2 separate regions of the Ovis aries genome follow, and region 2 is linked to region 1. The links are chromatin contacts, called in public Hi-C maps. All regions are on one chromosome and are shown on one strand. The core of a region is the stretch at or near the end of the contact, and the rest is flanking DNA. Distances in the headings are between cores, read along the strand shown. Region 1 overlaps NAV1 (neuron navigator 1). Region 2 overlaps NAV1 (neuron navigator 1).

Region 1 (4,783 bases), core at 905-3,404:
GCAGGGTGCACGTATCCATCCCTCACAAACGTATCTGAGGAGTCAGGCTACTTGGAGAACTAGGCTCAGCGCCCCAACCTGTCGCTGAGGAGCCGTGTTCAAGCAAGTCTCCTGCCTTCTCGGGTCTTACTCTGAACTACAGAGCGCACTTTGCAGGGCTGCTGTCTGGACTAGATGAGCCAATGTAAGCACAGCGATCAGAGCGGGGCCTGGCGTCCTGCAGACGCTCCTAAAGGCTGGCTGTGTCTGTGGCCAAGCTGGGCAGAGGAGACAGGAGAAACGGTGGGAGGCATGGACACCGCTCCTCCTGCTGACGGCCGAACACGTTCTCTTTCCCTCTCACTTGCTTTTCTGAAATGTTTCAAACTCACAGAATCACTTAAAACTAAGGCTGACCTCTCCGTTGAGCGCTGAGAACCACGTGATCTCCGTCTCACTCGAAGGGTAGCTTCTTTCCCCTCAGAGAACCGAACTGAGTGCCAAAGGCGGTCACACACACGTCTGTGCACGCACACACGCTGTCAAGGGAAAGCGCTAGCTCTTCAGAGCAGCTTCAGGTTCCCAGCAAGACTGAGAGGGTGCAGAGTTGCCCTACCTCCTGCCCCCACGTGCAGGGACACCCGATGGGCACCCCCACCGCATGCTGCGTCTTCTGCAGACGCCGCCGCCGCCCTGGCGTCTCAGCAGCACTCAGAGCCCACAGCCTACACTGGGGGCCACTCAGCGCCACCTTCTGGGGGTTCAGACAGATGGACAAGGACCTGCGCCCCCGTCCCCACGTCCTCCAGAGTGCCGTCACGGCCCTACGGATGCTGCGCCCTGGCCTGGGCACCCCCACCCCCTGCCCCACCCTTTCACTGCCCGAGTCTCGTCTCTCCCACAACGCCCTGCAGTCGGCATCACAGAACACGCAGCCTTTCCCGACGGGCTCTGTCACTGAGTAACGGACGTTTCCTCCGTCGCTGTCACCGTGCGGCTAGAGCACTCAGTGCTGAGCGACAGCTCATCGTCTGGCCACAGCACCGTTTATCCATACGTTTGTCCATGCAGGACAGCTGGGTTGCTCCTGAGTTTTGGCGACTGTGAAAGAAGCTGCCGTAAACACCCACATCTAGCTTTTTGTGGGGATGTGATATTTCTGCTCCTTTGGGGAAATTCCAAGGAGAGTGACTGCTGGGCTGCACAGCAGGGGTATCTGGAGTTTGAAACTTGAAGTGCTATTTCAACAACTGTCTGTGGCAGTCATCTGGGGTCCAGGGAGAGGAGCCCTGGTCTCCCTGAGTCCCTCGGGTGGTGGGGCCATGTCCCCGCCACTCCTCACTGTCAGGACCCTCACCTTCTGGAAGTTGCCGGCACATTCTGGAGACAGAGAAGCCCTGCAGTGACCCTCCTTCTGGCCCGGTCCCACCTCTGGCCAGAGGGCCTACCTTTGGGCGTGGCCTCTGAGGCACTGAGGGCCCCTTGAATGACAGCCTGCGCCTCAGAGTTCTTCTTCTTCAGGAAGTCGATGGTTTCCCGTAAGTCCAGCAGCTCAGTGTCCTAGGGAGGAACAGGAGAGGTGTCAGGTGGGCTGGGGCTCCTGCTCTGCGGGCTGGGCCCGCGCTCTGCAGGCCTGACAGGGAGGGCAGGACGGGTGCGCGCTGGGGCTGGGGAGGCCTCACCTTCTCCTCGGCGGTCTCGGCCAGGTGCCGCAGGCGGCAGGTCATGCTCACCAGGCTCTGCTCAAAGGCCGCCACCAGGTTGGCCTGAAACAGATGGGCACGGGACGCCTCAGGTGCCGGGGCATGGGGGGCGGCTTGGCTGACTCTGGGGGTCTCAGGGAGGACCAGTGCCAACCAGCCTCCTGGCAGCCCTTAAACCTTGCTTCCCACTCTGGCCTGAAGACATGCTTTGGGGCACAGGCATCATCACGGTCCGGCAGGTCTCTGGAGGCGTCTAGAGGCCTGGCTGTTCCCACCCCCGGGGAGGCGTCCCCTCTGGGGCCCTGGCTCTGCCCAGCGTCACTCCTCGCCGAGCCCGCCACCCCCCAGAACGGCCTGGACCCAGGCGCCCCGGGGCCTCTGCTCCAGTTCTCCCGCTTTCCTCCGACAGATCCAGCTCAAGGCCCTCGGGGCAATTCCGCGTCTGGCCGCTAGGTGTCAGGCCTGCTCCACAGGAGCGAGGGGTCCCCAAGAGGACTGCAGGGCGGGGAGGGGTGAGGGGCCCACAAGGCAGAGAGGAGGGGGTCAGGCCGGGAGGGCAGAGCTCCAGCTCTGCCAGCTGGGGGGCTCGGGAAGTGGGAGCTCACAGAGGAGAGGGCCAGCCTTGGGGGGCGTCTAAGCCAACTGCGATGGGGAGGGGGCTGGGGGTGGGCGGGGGATGCCCCTCGAAGAGCTCTGAGGCCTGCAACCCCTGCTTCCTATCGACCCCTGCTCCCTGTCGCCCGGCGTCTGCCTCCCTGGGAGTCAACCCTAGGGTTCGCCCCTGCCCTCGAGGAGTCTGGAGGCCTCTCGGATCCAGGGAGCAGTGCCCCTGTGTGCTGGACTCCTGCCTTCCCGGCCCCGGGGCCCCTCTTGCTTGGTGTCTTCCTTCCCACCCATCTGTGGACACGGGTCCCCTCATGAGAGGCCTTCAGACCCTGGCTCCTGGGGCCCACCCCAGCCTCTTTGGTCTTGGGCTCCCTCTCCTTGGGGGGTGCTGCCGCCCGCCTCCCCATCATCCCCGCCCACTAGGTGGTCCAGAGTGGCCAGAGCTCAGCTGGGAACCCAGAGAAAGGCTGGTGAGAGGCAGGGCAGGGTGTCCAGGCTGCCCAGCGTGGGTAGCTGGGGAGGCCCAGGAACAGGGCCCAGGGTCTGAAATCGGGACCGAGGGCCTTCCAGAGCGCTGGGGTCGGGGCTCGCACTGAGGGCAGGGCTCCGACCCTCGGGGCCAGGCTGCCTCTGATCCCCAGGAGAGGTGGCTCTCAGCCAGGGGCACGTCCTGCTCTCAGAGTCGCCCTCCAAGTCCACTGTCCGGACCCAGCTCGCCCCCCGCCCCGGAGAGTGAGGCACTGGTGGGGTGCAGGGTCAACGGGTCAGACGCGCTCCTACTCTCTGCCCCTGGGGACCCCAGACAGGGACTCCCCGGGTCTGCGGTGTGATGGCCTTGGTGGGCGTGGGGCGCAGGCCAAGTAGAAAGACGGGTCTTGTTTCTCTCTCTATTCTGTGTCCCAGCTGTGGGGAAAAGCCTGCCACGGGCTGCAGACAAGCTGGTGAGCAAACACTGACCACTGGGAGCCTGGGGAAGGGAAGAAACGGAGCCGGGGTGCGGGCAGGATGCGGCCGCCGGGACGTGCTGGGGACGCCCAGACTCGCGGCGCAGTCTCGGCTCCATGGGAGACCAAGGCCGGACAGCTGGGCTCCCCCGGGAGGAAGGGGAGAGAGGAAACCAGCGGAAACTGCAGACACGGCCGCTCTGTGCAAATACTTGGAAGGCTCCGGAGACCCGGCTCAGCTGTTGTTTACAGCTTTTGGGGAAAATGGCTCTTATGTCTTCTGTTTGCAGCTTGGCCGCTGGGGAGACGCTGCCGCGGCCTTGCTCGGGGCAGCTGTTTCTCCCCATCGTGCGGGGTGGAGAAACCGAGGCCACGAGAGACGGTCTAAATGGGCCGACTCTGGCAGGCTGAGGGAGGGGATGAGAAGGCGGGTCCCCAGCGAAGCTCATGTCCTGAAGAGCTGAGGCCACTGTGGCCGCGGGCAGGGGCTGGCTCCTAAAGCCTCGCCAGCTGGAGCTCCAGCGCCCAGCCTGGGGCGGTGCAGGACAAGGTGTGAACAGACAGGCCATGCCCCAGACGGGGCAGAGGGCTCCCGGGAGCCTGTTAATTTTGACCCACGACTAACCACCGTTGCCCAAGCAAGGCTGCTTCCTCCTGTACACACAGCCACTGATACAATCCTTTCTCCAGCGAGTTCACAGGCATCACACGGCCACTCGTCCACGCCCGTGAATTGAGATGGGGGCGAAGTGGCTGTTTAGAAACCCACAGACTCGGGGGAGGAGAAGCCAGCCCTCAGTCCTCTGCGCCTATGTAACTGAAGCCCAGGGGACACCCGGGGAGACCTCTTCAGATGGACTTGTCCAACTGGGGCCCACACAGCTGCCCCTCTCTGGGCCCACCTCTGGGCACTCACGTTGGCCGAGAGCTGAGAGGTCAAGGTGGCCACTTTCTCCTGGGATGACTCCAGTTCCCTGCGAAGCTTTCGGATTTGCTGTGGAGGGAGAGAAAGGCACACTCACGGTGGCAGAAGGGGTGGGAGGCGGGGGAGGAGGGGGTGCGGGGTGTTAAAAGGCAGAGGCGGGGACCCTACCTCAGACTGCATCCTCTCCTCAGCCTGGAGAAGGAGCCCAGAAGCGGGGGAGAGAGAGGAGGCGGTTACACGGAGGAGAGAGCGCACAGACGCGCGGCAGCGGGACGCGGGGCACCAGGGCCCTTGCAGGCTCAGACCCCAGACCAGCGTTTAGCCTCCTGCCAGAGCCGCGTCCCCCGGGGGCCCAGAGGGAGCTGGCCTGAAGGCTGACCTCGTCTCCCCCGATCACAGGACGGCCCGGCCCCACCAGGAGCTGCCGTCTCCACACACCCCGAGGGTCCTGGGCGCCGGAGCTGCCCACCCGCCCTCCCTGACACAGAACCCGAAACCAGGGCACCCTCTGTGTCGCAGAGTTACTCAGGGACTGGCTGAGGCCAGAAGGGCCCGCCTGGTGCCCTGATGTCCAGGGGCTCCCACCCGGCCCCCCGCCGCAGAGGGTCCAGGGCGCTTACTGAGGA
Region 2 (4,783 bases), core at 1,561-4,060, 160 kb after region 1:
AGACTGCATTCAGACCCCGTCTCCTTTTAAATAACTATTTAAACGCAGACACACCCCTGGGAATCTAGAACGCCTCACAGGCCTCAGATCACAGAGGGTTCTCTTCAACCACCTCGGAAGTGAAGACAAGGGCCAGGCCTGGACACCCTCGAGTGTCCCTGGGGCTTCAAGCTCCCTGGAATCGTTTGCTTCAAGAACAGAAGGTGATGTTAGTTGTGGACACGGACTCCTTCACAGAGCCCAGCCCCCCACCAGGGCCGGCCCAGGCATCAGAGGGGTTCTCCCTGCGGCCTGACCCCCCCACTGCTGCCTGTCCTCAGGGCTGAGACGGGGCCTCACCGAGCTGCCGGCAGCAGGGGGAGCGGACGGCTTGGTGTGCCTGGCACAGGGAGGAAACGCGCTTCTCCGGGGGTCCTGCTCACAGGAAGCAGCTGGGCGAGGGGGCTGAGGGGGCCCGCCCTGCACAGCTGTGGGGCCTCGCCCCCCCCAATTCAAGGCAGTGACCTAGAGCCCCCCCGAGACTTCCGGGCTGTCAGAACAGAGAGACCCCAGGGATGGGAGGCCCCCAGTGGAGCCCCGCCCCCTCCCCGAGCACCCCCTGGGCAGGCCCCGTGCACCGGGTGTTGCTTGCATTACCTCGCCGAGTCCTAACAACTTCACGGGGTGATCAACATCCCTGCTTACACGTGAGGAAACTGAGGCCCGAGGAGGTGCAACCGCACGCCCAGCGGCAGTCCTCAGGCAGCCCAAGTCCGCCCCGCCCCGCCCCGCAAGCAGCGGGCGCGTTCGGGGCCCTGCGTGTGCGCGCGGCACGGAGACCCTCCCAGGAGCTGCGGGGCACGGACGGCCGGACCCGCCCCCGCGCACATCCCAGGAGGGACAGACACAGAGCCGCTCAGGGAGGGTCAGCGCCGCAGCCTTAGGATGCGGCGGGAGCTGGTGCTGAGTCAACAGCCCAGGTCTCCCCACGAGACCTGCCAACCCGGGACAAGAAGCGCTGCCCCAGGACGTGGCCGCACCGGGGGCTCAGCGTGGAGGAGGCGAGGGGCCCGCAGCAGCCGCCCCCGCACGCCCTCCAGACCTATCGCCCCTGCTCTCTGTGGGACCGCAGTGCCTCCTCTGACGGCCCAGGGCTCATCGGCACTGTCTGCACACGCAGGCGCCCCTGACTGCCGGCTGAAGCAGGATGTACCCTGAGACCCGTCTCTGAGCCCCGCAGCGGCAGAGCAGAGTGGTGGCTGGCCCCCTGTCCCTGTGATGGAGGCCCCTCTCCCCTGAGCAGGCTACGAGCCCCGTTCACCCGTCGGTGCCCCTCTGGTGGCTCAGGTCTGGGATGCCCCACCAGAGAGCCTACAGAGAAACCCCCCTGTCCCCCCAGGGGCTGCCTCCCCACTCGTAGTGTGCGGTGCCCGTGAGCCCCCGTGGCCGGCAGCTTCCCGTGTGACCGGCAGGAAGGGAAGGGTGGGGAGGCCCGGACACTGATTTCCAAACTCCGCCCGGTTCAAGATCGTAATCAGCATCCTGGGAAGGGCAGCTGGTCACCTCCTGTCTTCCGGTGGCTGGGGGTGCGGCACTGACCACTGACGCCAGCGCCAGGTGGTCTGGGACCACGGGCAGGTGAGCGAGCTGCAGAACACCCACAGGAAGAGCGTGCAAAACACAGGAAGAGCGTGCAAAAGGGTGTGTTCAGAGCTTTGATTGAGATGGAAAACGCCTGAGCAAACGTTAAGCAAAAAGCAAAAACACAAAACGGTAGGCAGGGCATATACCTGAAGTGAGAGAGGAGCTCTCCCAGAAAGAGAAGACAGCAGCAGGGAGCTGAGAGTCCCCCCTGGGGGCAGGGAGGCTGTTCAGGTGTGCTACTGCCCATCCGGGCTCTGCCAACCGGGAGGAGAGCACTGTTAGAACTCGGGGGAAGGGCCCATGGCGAGGAGTCTTGGCACCACACGGTTGACTCCCAAGGGAAGCGGGGTCCCTGGGGGTCTGCGGTGGGCAGGGAGAGAGCCCTGGGGGACAAGTGCCTGGATGGGCGAGGGGCAGGCCGCTGGGTCGCTGGGACAACCCCCTAGGCTGCAGCGCAGCTGAAGGGCCAAGCTGGGGTGCGAAGCCGTGAGCTCTGAGCAGCATCCCTGGGCGCTCGGGGGCTGGAGGGGCCCAAGGGGAGGGTGCAGTGGGCTTCCTGGAGGCGGTGGGCCTGGCCCGGGTCTCCAGTGTGAGCCGGGTGAGGACGCAGCTGCTGGTGCTCCCTGCGGCGAGGCGAGGGTCCTCAGAGAACAGGGTGAAGCTGTCAGACCCTGGGTTTGCTGGGGGTGGGGACGGTGGCAGGGGTGGGGGGAACCCCCCCGAGCCAGGGGGCGGGGCGGGGTCAGGGCCTGTGAGAAGGACCACGAGAAGCTGAGGGTGGGAAGGCAGCGTTTCCTGCTGATCTTTCAGAGGGACGTCTGCAGGGGCCACGGGGCGCCGGTGCTGACTCTGGGCTCAGTTCGCTGAACTGGGGGCGGGGGAGGGTCTGGCGCCCTTGGTGACTGATGGCCTCACTCTCCCCACCCCGGGGCTGCGGGTCCAGCCTGACCGCGGGCACCGTGAAGGCGGGGGTGGGCACAGCCCCCATCGTGCTCGGGTCCCAGGGGCTCCGCTAGTAAAAACGATTGTGAAACGCTCTGCAAACCACAGAGCTGCTCACAAGAGAGGGATTCTTCCCCACAGAGGGGCTTCAGTTCCCGCGGGGCCCGCCTGGAGAAGGGGCCCTCCTGTTCCCCCGCGGTCTGGGCGGACGCCACGTCCCCGGGAGAGCGCGCCAGGCCCCGTGCCCGCGGCTGGCAGCCGCCCCCACACAGCACAAGGCCGCATTGTGTGTCTCCCCGGCCCGGCGCTGGGGCTGCCGAGACCCGTGAGGGTGCGGGCGCCGGGCACCACAGGGCGACGAGCTGCAGCCAGGCACCCACCGCGCCCCGGCCCCACGGCCCTGCTCACGCACCCCTCGGCCTCACTCTGAGAGGGGGACCACCACCGCCCGCCAGGGGCCAGGACCCCAAGATTCCCTGACGCTTGACACCTGTCTATGAGCATGTCCCCCGCCCCGACATGAGGGCTTTGGCAGATGTGGTCGGGTTTCGGACCAGGGATGACCCCGGGTGATCCAAGGGGACCCGATCCAGTCACACAGACCCCTCACAGCAGAGCCTCTTTCCCGGTTTCAGAGACAGAGGGCGGTGAGGGGAGGGCCCGGGGCCCTGCCGGTGCTCAGAAATGGAGGAAAGGTTCCTCAGAAGCTGCCCAGCGAGGAGCCCCTGAGAAGCACGCCCCGCCACGCAGGGCCTGAGCCTGGTGGTCCCCCAGGGCCCCGACCTACAGAGCCGGGGGCGATGGGGGTGCAGGGCGGGTGGGGAGCCACCCAGCGGGCAGGGTCAGCCCCCGGGGACGCGCCCCCCTGCCCCCGTGAGAGGTGGGGAGGGGCGGGGGCAGGGGGAGCCCTGATCTCGGCCCGGACCCGGGGAGATACCCCCAGAGCCCGTGCTCAGCCTGGCCCCGTGGGTGGGCGGCCTGCGGGGCCCCCGTGGTCCTACCCCCTAACCTCAGGCACCCCTTCAAACAGGAATCGTGCCCTCACCTTGCAGAAGAGGAAACGGAGGCTCAGAGAAGTCGGGAAGGGGGTGGTTTAGGCCCAGAGCACATGCCCCAGGCATCCGATTCCACCAGCCTCAGGTGTGCGGGTCCAGGGGTCACCCCGCTACACCCTCGCACCTGCGGGATCTGCTGGGGTCCTTCGACCCCAGGCTGCGCCTTTGTGCCCACCCCCGCCCAGCCCGGCTGCCCCAGGAAACCACACCGGGCAGAGGCCTCTCGTGGGGTGAGCTGGCAGCCCTCTGCCATCCGAGCTTCTCCGTGGGGTTCCTCCGGGTCACATTTCCTGCCTGTTTCCTCAAGAGCAAGCCCAGGGCAGCTCCCCTGTGCTGCCCTCTGCCCAGCCTGTCACCTCTGAACAGGGTGGCCACTCCCCACGGGTCAGGGCAGCTGAGTCGAGGGCCCAGGCGGCCCGTCCCGGCAAACACTGCTCATGAGGCCCACGCGCCACCTCCCTGACCGCCCAGCACCCGCGCAGCCTTCACCCGTTTTTCAGAAAAGGAGGCCGACGCGACAGAGCCTACGGGCTGCGGTCACCAGGCACAGGGGTCCAGGGTCCAGACGACGGTCAGGGCCCCAGAGCCCACCTCCTCCCTGGGCCCCGGCCGCCTTACAGACAAGACCCCGGACAGAGCACCGGGGCAGGACCGGCCCAGCCGCCTGCTCCCCACCAGCCCCCGCAGCCCGGAGCCCGCTCCAGCCCAGCTCCTGGGGCCCGGTAAGGGACCGCTGCGTGCGAGCCGCCCGAGCACAGCTTGGGGCTGGGCAGCCACCCCACCAGGACCCCTCGGCTCTTCCTGCTGAGATGCAGCCGGCCCCCCCGCTGCCAGCCCAGGCCGGCCACTCAGTCTGGGCGCGGCCCGCTGCGGAGGGGCTGCTCTGCTGGGGGTGCGGAGGGGAGCCACAGGGCCCTCAATCAGAGCCTCCCAGGCCTGCTCCCAGCCCGGCATCTGCCTCCCAGACCCTCGCCTGCAGAAGCCCCTCCTGCCCACAGCACCCTGACCTGAGGTCCCGAGGTGGGCTCGCCTCAGCCCACCAGCCACCCTCAAACTTGATGACTCTCAGTTCTCAGGTGCCTTTATTCTGATCTTCAAGAACTTGCTCCCAGGCTGATGGCACAGGAGCTCCTGCCTTCAGGGAGAGCCCCCCAAACTCACGG

The links. Hi-C and Micro-C count contacts between places; a contact is called where the count stands out from the background.
Region 2: a Hi-C map of hypothalamus shows a contact between it and region 1, with 4 times the contacts expected there. The contact joins two enhancer-like sites. A contact is called at or near these places in 7 of 16 Hi-C or Micro-C datasets (blood, hypothalamus, liver and 2 more).

The regions. Positions count from the first base shown.
Region 1 is chr12:80,034,952-80,039,734 of ARS-UI_Ramb_v3.0, forward strand. It overlaps NAV1 (neuron navigator 1), which reads right to left. Exons shown (of 33, transcript XM_042229499.2): 15 at 4,778-4,783; 16 at 4,326-4,349; 17 at 4,149-4,226; 18 at 1,662-1,745; 19 at 1,428-1,539. Among named protein-coding and RNA genes, the nearest start is that of IPO9, 23 kb to the left of the region's middle. Within about 2 kb of position 2,155, at least 14 of the 54 cell types and tissues checked have an H3K27ac peak or open chromatin away from gene starts, as enhancers often do. A contact at or near this core is called in hypothalamus, where this site is marked.
Region 2 is chr12:80,189,946-80,194,728 of ARS-UI_Ramb_v3.0, forward strand. All of the region lies in intron 1 of NAV1 (neuron navigator 1), which reads right to left. Among named protein-coding and RNA genes, the nearest start is that of NAV1, 19 kb to the right of the region's middle. Within about 2 kb of position 2,811, at least 10 of the 54 cell types and tissues checked have an H3K27ac peak or open chromatin away from gene starts, as enhancers often do. A contact at or near this core is called in hypothalamus, where this site is marked.